Regions from separate parts of the Zea mays genome. Here region 2 is linked to region 1. The links are chromatin contacts, called in public Hi-C maps. All regions are on one chromosome and are shown on one strand. Each heading gives the region's core, a stretch centred on a gene start, on an enhancer-like site or on the middle of the called end of the contact. The rest is flanking DNA. Distances are from core to core; before and after follow the strand shown. Region 1 holds the start of LOC100283245 (pop3 peptide). Region 2 holds the start of LOC100275856.

The links. Hi-C and Micro-C count contacts between places; a contact is called where the count stands out from the background.
Region 2: a contact with region 1 is called in a Hi-C map of leaf, with 6 times the contacts expected there. The contact joins the promoter of LOC100275856 here to the promoter of LOC100283245 in region 1. A contact is called at or near these places in 9 of 25 Hi-C or Micro-C datasets (bundle sheath, ear, leaf and 2 more).

What each region holds. Positions count from the first base shown.
Region 1 is chr10:4,603,085-4,607,657 of Zm-B73-REFERENCE-NAM-5.0, forward strand. It overlaps LOC100283245 (pop3 peptide), which reads right to left and starts at 2,083. Exons shown (of 2, transcript NM_001156147.2): 1 at 1,750-2,083; 2 at 1,112-1,629. The coding sequence starts at 1,868. The coding sequence ends at 1,425. It overlaps LOC100274803 (putative RING zinc finger domain superfamily protein), which reads right to left. Exons shown (of 2, transcript NM_001149079.1): 2 at 3,133-4,028. The coding sequence ends at 3,497.
Region 2 is chr10:5,026,942-5,031,392 of Zm-B73-REFERENCE-NAM-5.0, forward strand. LOC100275856 reads left to right here and starts at 1,660. Exons shown (of 1, transcript NM_001371519.1): 1 at 1,660-2,252. The coding sequence starts at 1,692. The coding sequence ends at 2,120.

The sequences.
Region 1 (4,573 bases), core at 833-3,332:
CACACTAGTAGACTGCTATACAGAAACTCTATAGTGGCGACTGTAAAACTATTTACACTATCGTTTTTCATAACTGTCACTATTAGGGATTAGTAGAAATCATTATTTTTTCAGACGGATAACTAAGAGCATCTCCAAGAGATTTTTTATTTTTGGCACTCTATTTAACTCTCTATTTATCTCTTCATACAGATTACACTTTATATATAACATTTCACTCCAATAGACTATCTATTTAGTTTGGCTAGTTAGGTGGCTAGCCAAATTTAACTAGCAAGGGAGCCAATTTGAAGAGTCGGATAGGTTGACGAGTCAGATAGCTAGTCTGTTGGAGAATTATTTTGCTGCTGATTAATCAAAATTTAACTTAATGAACTATTCAGCTAGTCTCTTGGAGATGCTCTAAGGTAATCGGCGTAATAAAATCGTCAGTGAAAATTATTTCTAGAAAACCTAAAACAGGTTTTTAAAAGAGTAAAATAATTTATTTTATTTAGGAGAGCTACAAAACCACTCCACCCACCTGTCTCCGTCGCAAATCGCAATATTTTTAACCTCGCAGCAGGGCGGGCAGATGCCCACCATCATCTAACTAGAGAATAGGTCGAGAAAAAAAGATCAAGCTCGTAGCAGCTTCGCTTGGCTCGCTCGATACTCAGAACAAGCCCGAGTTGAAAAGAGCGAGTTAACTCGACTCGACTCACAACTCGCTTGTGAATCGACTCAACAATAATTTGTTATATAAAATCATAATTAACATATAATGTTAGTACCACAATTATTTTATAGTTTTTTGAAGTTTCTACCTATAATAAATCTATAACTATATTATATTAGTAATATATTTATTTTACTAATTTCAAAATATGGTATTTAAAATATTTTTAAAATTTTATATTATAATTTCAAATATCGTTGGCTCGAGAAGCCGGCTAACGAGTCGTAAGCGAGTCAACTTTTCAAACTCATTAAAGGAGCGACCAATCCAAACCGAGCTTGTCCTGTTATATGAGCTCGGCTCATTTCAACCCCGAGATATATCAGGGTTTATGTTCTGAATCCTCAATGCTCTGAGAAATCTGCTGTTGTTTAACCAGGAGCCAGTAACAAGAAAACTAAAAGTCGATTAGGAATCTGACAATCCATCATAAACATCGGAAAGGGTGTATTGCAAGCAGCTAGCCGCTAGATATACGCTACCATAAAAGTGACCGAAAATTTATTCCGAAGATAACCAAACAATAATAGTAGGTACGTACGTGACGTAGATAGATAGATAGATAGATAGATAGAACATAAATAACAGGCAATAGACAGTACTAGTACTACTACCAGCACCGCCGCCGCAGGCACACGTGGATCTGCTGCGCGACCTGAGAAGGGGAGGCGTACAGTGGCCGGCGGATGCGAGAGCGGCCAGCGGGTCATGCCGGCGGCGGAGGCTTGGCGACGACGACGGGGAAGTCGACGACGAGCACCTTGTCGATGGCGGCCATGAAGGTGGCGGCGAAGGCGGTGTGGCTGTCGTGGGCCATGTAGGCGGCGAGGTCGGCGGCGGAGGCGAAGGTGAGCGAGAAGACGTGCGTGAAGCCCTGCGTCAGCATCTCCTGGTTCAGCACGTCCTGGCCCCTGCACGCACGCACGCGTTTGTTCGGCGGATTTTGCTTTCACAGAAGGGAAGCAATGAAGGAAGGAAGGATGATGGAAGGTCAAGAGTGGAGAAGAAACGGGTGGGTGTGTAGTGTGTACCACTCGAAAGACTTGACCGTGTCCATCCCGGCGGCGAGGTCGGTCATGCCCTTGAGCACGTCGTCCACCACGACGCCGTCCTTGAACTTGGCCAGGCACAGGTGCTTCACCTCCCCCATGTCCGGCGCCGGAGGAAGCCCTCCTCCAGTAGCTAGCTAGCTCCCCTCCCCTCAAAGCTCTCCTCACACCCACTCACTTACTCACTCCCCCGATGGCTTTATTTGCAGAGGAGTCCGATGGATCGTGGCGACATGGTGGCCAATTTAAGCTACCGCCGCCGACAGGGGTCACTGGCTGCAGAGCTCATCACTCGTCCTAGAGCCTGAGCCTGAGTCTGTGGACTGGATCATTTGGGCACACAGGAGCCGTTTTGCAGAGCTCACAGCTCCGCTCCCAGAATTACTCCTCCAGAGTCAAACCGGTAAAAATCTAAATTACTCTATGATGAAAGTAGAGTTAATCTAGTTTCTATTTTATACTAGAAAGTGAGAGCCAAAAAAATCAGCTTTCCACCGCTCTCAAGTCTCAACCTACTCCCCACTAACTGTTCAAGCACTTCACATCTTATTTATCAAACGGTTTTTATCAATTAAATTTACTTTTACTAGAGAATCACTTTACTAGAGAATCACTTGAAATTACATTAGTAGAGAATCAGCTATCGAGTCTATAGAGAGTGAAGAACTTCCAAACGAGACCACTGTAAACTAAACACGACGCGCTTATCCTTCCCAGGCAAAAGAGCGTGTTCGGATTGGATTGCGTCACGAGCTGGCTTAATTCCGCTCACCAACCAACTTGTGTGTGTCAGTGCACGCACGGGAGAGCAAGGGAGGGAGGTGTGGGGGAAAAAAAAAGGGAGCGGTTCCGTGCGCGCTGACGCGGCTAGATCTGGGACGGGTGAGAGAGTCATCATTCATTCCATTCGACTGGGCCGGCGACCGACACGAGCGTACGACGCTGCGTGGGCAGGGCAGCCCAGCACCGCATGCTTTGCTTGTTCCCCCCTCCTCGCCCGCCTCCCTCTGGCTCTGATGCAGATGCAGGCCCCTCTCCCCCATCCATCCAAGATCCTCATCTCCATGTACCCTGACCCTGGATGACAGGCAGGTCCGTCAGTCAGCACTGTGCACCACCGCCAACAGTTACCAGTGTCAAATGGAATGTTGATCGCGCGCCCTGGCAGTAGCAAGATCAGGTAGGTAATCTCAGGTTCATCAGAGACCGACTGGGCGGCGTCGTCGTCGTCGTCGCATTGGATTCAGACCACATGGTACTACAGCCTACAGCAGAGGGATACAAGCTGACAAGGTGGCGACTGATCACGCTGCTGCTGCCCGAGAAGAAATTTTCACATGCGTGGCTGGATAATAAGACAGCTGCTGCTGCATCAGCCAGCCACGGGTTTTTTATTATTAATTCCCAGCGACAAATGTTACCGTACAGTACACAAAACCATGCCATTGCCATCATCTCCTCGAATGCTCCCGTCCCGTCGCATATGGAAAACGCACTGCTGCCGTCGCGTCGTCTCTCCTGCGGCACACTACACGTACACCGTAATACTCCGTAATACCACAGTATGTGCCCATGGATGAATGAATGGATGAATGAATGACCTGAAACGATTTCTCGATCGTATGTACACGAACGAACCCAGGCCTCTTCAAGTCGCTTGTTTCTCTCTACTTCGCTTTTACCACGCACCACCTGTTCACCCCACCCACCCACACAGAGTGAGCGGCCGCTATTTGCAGGGGCCTAGCGGGGTAGTAGATCTGCTGCCCGCCTGCTTCCGTACTGTCTGCCCGTTGGTTTCAGGAGCAGGAGCGGGGTGAATAACTTCAGGCAACGGCGAGCTGTAGCCGCTAGCCCCATCTGCTGCCGGTGGTGGACCAGATACGACCTGGTCGGGCTCGTGTCTGGGAGGAGGAGGAGGAGGAGGAGCCTCTGCCGCCCTTGACGAGTGCCCACCACCGCTGGCGAACAGGCATCGGCACGGGTCCGATCTCGACGGTTCGGGGGAGCTTGGTGGGCTTATTATCACTATGCTGGACAGATGATGATGATGATGAGGAGGAGGAGGAGGATGGGGTGCAGAGTGTTCGCTTTCAGGGGTAGTACTAGTATCAGGCACGAGCAGCGAGACTCTACAGACCGGGCACGTCGAGTTCTGCGCCAGCCACAGGCTGATACAGCCCGTGTGGAAGGTGTGGCTGCAGGGAGGCAGCACGCGGAGCTCGTCTCCCTCTTCGTATTCCGCCAGACAGATGACGCACCTGCCAGTTTACCAACAGAGAGGTGGTTCAGTTAAGTTCCAGGGCCAGCGAAACAGTTCACCATCCCATGGTCTGTTGTCCATGTGAATTTTCAGTGTAGCTAAAGGTAAGGAGCCAAAGGTACAAATAAGACAAGTCAAATTCGTGCGAGCTATGGGGATGAAACATCAAACATCTACTCGCCATGACAGGATCTTTTCAGGCTCATGTTTCGTCTGAACGTTTCGAGCTCGATCAAGAGGACACATACATAGTGACCGCTTCGCATTCAGACAGAGGACTTGTGGTAACCCAGTCCCCCTGTTCCCCGTTCGTCAAGCACAGATGAGGCTAGGCTACTCGATAACAACGCCTCAGCATTCGTCCCTATCGTCTCCAGGGAGACCAGCTACACATCCCACATCGACGTGATGATTCATTCAATCGTCGATACCCAGCACTAGCAGAGCATAACAGGCAAGACAGTGTACTGAACAATCGAACCATTTTCTCTATGTAGGCACCGAAATGATTCGGTTGTCAATATCCAGCACCAGCAGAGCATA
Region 2 (4,451 bases), core at 410-2,909, 420 kb after region 1:
CTGTGAGTTGTATTGCTTGAGAGCTTGTATGAGCTAGCGAGTCTAAGATTGCGTGTGTGTAACGTCGCATGCCTCCCCTTTTATAGCCGAAGGGGGACATGTACAAAGAGACCCTGAACCCCGACATGCGGGCCCAGAGACATAAGGGTGGAATACCCGGAGCAATTAGTGTTGGTCACCTTGCGCTATCTCACTGTGCCCTGACATCCACTGCCTAAGTAGAATTGGCGTGCTGCCAAAGGTTCCTCGGTATCGACCAAGTTATGATGACCACTGCACGCATGCAGCGGTGTGGGCGTACTGCCTGCTGCTTTGATTGGACAGGTATGCCGCCCGGTCTGGTCGATGCCTGCCATCAGAGTGGACGGGGCACATTAAATGCCGAGTCGGCACTTCGCCTATGAGCAGGGCGGCCAGGCGGCGTGCGATCTCCCGCAATAAATGCAGAGATCGCATGGCCCCGAAACCTTACGTCAGGCCTTGCTCTCCGGCTTCCGTCACGGGCCGCAGGCCACGTGGCAGCATCGGGTTTCCGCCCAGGCGGGGAGAGTAGGCGCGCCTGGCAAGATCCCGACAAGTGTCTGTGCCGGACCCCTGTACGCCCCTGACTTAAGCCAGGGTATTCCTCGTCCCGAGATCTCGTTGTGGACGGTCCGGACCTCACCTAGAGGGGTCCGGGTTCCGTCTTAGGGGAACACTGAGATCCCAATTAGGTGTGTTGGGGTCCGGCATTATCTCACGGGGGTCCGAATCCTGGTGGCCTCGGAGATTGCCCCCGTGGAGGGGTGAACCGCGCCTCCTTACTATAGTAAGGGGTACCCCTGTTCCAGGGTACCGACAACCGCTATTATAAATACATTAATGACGTGTATATATAACCACATCACTGACTTCAGACATCTTTTCTACTCTAATCTATTCAATTTCATGTATTTAAATCAAAGTCGCTAATACATATATATTGGTGACATGTATATATAAACACGTCACTAGCTTCAACCTTCACGGCCCATTTAAAAACCGAAATTTTCAAACCTGCTCAGATGGAAATATCACCAAAATTGAGTTGTACATTTTAAAAAGTTACGAAACTTTGAAGTTGATAAGCTTTTGATTTGAAATCATCTTGTCATAAAAATATGTTTGAAGTTTTCAAATTTGGAAACAAAAAATTTGTAAATTACCTTGGATGATGCTAATTTAGTGTCTTTAAGAATCAATTTACACTCAGTTTGTTATAATACGCGGAAAAGAAAAACGTAATATAGACAGTGGTCATATGCATGAGGAGACGTCTTGAGTCGATTCTTCAGCAACTCATGCTAGGGACGATTGTTTGATCATGCATGTCGGCGTGTGATGAAACCCTGCTTGGATTACAAGTCATTGTGTATAGCCTAAACCTGTGAGTTTCAACATAGAGCTAGCAATTGGTAGAAAACAGCACACTGCTAACATTTTGGAAGTAGGTAACCTAGCTAGCTACTCTACCGGGTCAGCATGCAAACGCGGCACTTTCCAACCATCTCTACCAAAGACAGTAGAACAAACTCACCCACCCACTCATATCATCTCACACGTACCTGCAAGCAATGCAAGGCAAGCATCATCATATATGCATATATATATTACCAATACATACCTTCATCGATCGAGCTAGGTTACTAAACCAGCTTTTGGCCGCGGCAGGCATGGCAGCGAAGGCTGCCGCCGCCGTCACCACCATCGCCCACGTTGTCGTCGACGAGGACGAGCTGTTCGAGCTCGACATCGCACTCCTGGACGGCCGCGACCACGACCACCGCCGCGGCGGCGGCGGCCGCCGTAGTAGTCCTGCTGCCGGTGCCGACGCCGACGCCGACGCGGGGCACGCCCTGCTGGCTAACTGCCTGCTGCCGCTGCGGTCGGTGAGCAACGCGGTGCCGGTGGTGGCGACGAGCGGCAGGCTGTCGTCGTCCCCCTTCTTCGGTCACTACAGCTCCAGCTCCAGGAGGCTCTTCACGCCACGCAGCAGCAGGAGGTTCCTTTTCCTTGGACGGTCCGCTGGGAGTTCTTCGGCGAGGCTTTGCTTCTCGAGCAGGGGCTTCGAAGCCATGGGGAGCTACTTCCAGAGGTACTGACCGAGTTGTGAGAGAGACGTCGATGGATCGGGAAACAGCCTATACACACTAAACTCTATGTGTAATTTTCATTTGATATAGTTTTTTTTTAAAATTTTTTTGCTCAAATCGCACTGACTGGTTCAGTAGTCATCTCGCCGTCTCCTTGCATCATCGCCAACGAAATATTGCGTGTAACAGCTAGCTATATATTAAGCATTTAAGGTGCAGCATATAATTGTAACTGGTAACGTTAAATCATGTTTATTTAAGCATAACAATAATGAGATTCAAGGCTAAAAACTGATATCAGTCTATTTAAACTTATAACCGCTATCACTCGAGTGTCAACCATTACCATTATCATTTACGTTAAACCAAACAACACCTAAGCTATATATAATATTGAAAATCTTCCCATATCATAAACATCTTATTAGAGCTAGCTTGAGAACCTTATTTTCACAGAGGTTCCCAAGCTAGCCCTTATTCAAAGATGTCTTTGTCTCTTTTACGTTGAGAATTCTTTGCAGATGGAAGTTATGATATATTTAAGTTTAGATATTTATGTGTTTTTAAACGTTGTATAATAGTTTTTCTCCAGTTGCAACACAATTATCATATTTTACTTTACTAGTAACTAAAAGATAAAAATGAGAGAAAGAAAGAAAGATAGAAAAAATGATTTGCAAATGAAAATCCGTACGTGCCAAGAAAAGAAGGCCCGGTGCGGTTGCGCTCTCCTGGGCCGCCGGAGAACATGGACTGGGCTACGGCCCGTCCGCTGCATGGTCTCCCTTCCGAGTTCCGTCCACGGTTCACCCCGCAACCCGCGTGGCCGCGTTCGATCTGTCTCTGACGAGCGACGACTCCGCCGTCCCCGTGCTAGGTGCCGAGGCATTCTTCGGTCTCTCTGTCGGCGACGAGCACCCACCAGCAGGTATTCCCACCCACGTCTCCCCTTCCTGTTGTGTGAAACCGAGCATCCAAACCCTAACCTTGTTTTGCTATTTGATGCAATGATGCCTACTAGGCTACTAATACTTCAAGCCTTTTTGGCAAAAAAAAAAAAATCAAAAAAATCGGGTGTAGAACTGTAGATACGCATCTCCATCTCCCTTTACTGGGTCCACCCCTCGGCCATATCCTTGTCTCCCGTGGCCACACCTGCTAGTTTTGCATTGATTATCTCCTAATAATCCGGTAGATATCTGATATTTCCGTGACGTATTTGATAACATCTCTTCAAAGCACCTACCGTTGATTTACTCAAGTTGAGTGGATTATTGATTTACCTCGCGCAATAAAAAAGTTGAGTTGTTTTATCCGTGATAAAAGTGGGCTGAATCAGATGTGTATGTTCTACGTTTCCTTGAGCAAAACCAAGCAACCGAAGGTTGACAATCTAGAACTATAGAAGGAACCTATAGGGTTCACAAAGACAAAGTTGTCTATTATCGTTGAAATCTGCAATGGACCTAGACTTCAGAAAGGACAAAATTGCCTACCATGGTTATGATATATAGCTGTGTGACATTCCTGCAGTAATCACAGCAAAGGGAAAAAGGAATGGAAAGGAAACAGACCTGTATGATATGGCCTATCTGGCTATCTTGGGAAGAGAATTTTCTTGCATCATTCAAACTGTCATTATAAAATGATGGACTTCATAAAACATATTATTTAAAGCATTTCGTAATAAAAAATATATAGAAGTGTGATGATATGTAGTGTAACTTTTATCTTTGACTGATACTCGTTGTCAGTTGTCACCTATGATAAGATTTCGTCCTAATTGTATCTAGTGCTTCCTTTGTCATCTTGCAGCTGTGGCCACTCAATGTCAATGGGTGCGTGTTCGAGGAAATGTCAATGGTTACTGAGGAGCAGTCCAATCATACTGCCAAATGAGGCTCTGGTTGGTTTGCTTTCGTTATCATATATGAAAATATAAAACATTTTACCTGTTGAACATACTTTCATCAGGAGAGACATGAATACCGATTGTTTGAAAGTTTGCACCATACATTTGTGAATTCGTAAGATAAGTTAGAAGTCTAAAATGTGAACAGTTATTTTATGCTGGGTGTTAATCTTCAAATTGGGCGGACATTTTTTTCGCATATTTTTGTATGTCTATATCAATTATGTGATAATTTCTTAATAGTTCTAAAATTCTTATATCAGGTTCTAAAGTATTTACTACCTGAACTTATTCTACATCCTGTTGTGAGGCCTTGTTTGAATACTTTAGTATTCATTTTAATCCACATGTATTGAGATGGATTGATGTGTAAATGAAAGTACCCAAACAAAGCCTGAGGGATGTCCCCCAACCCTGATTTCTGGCTT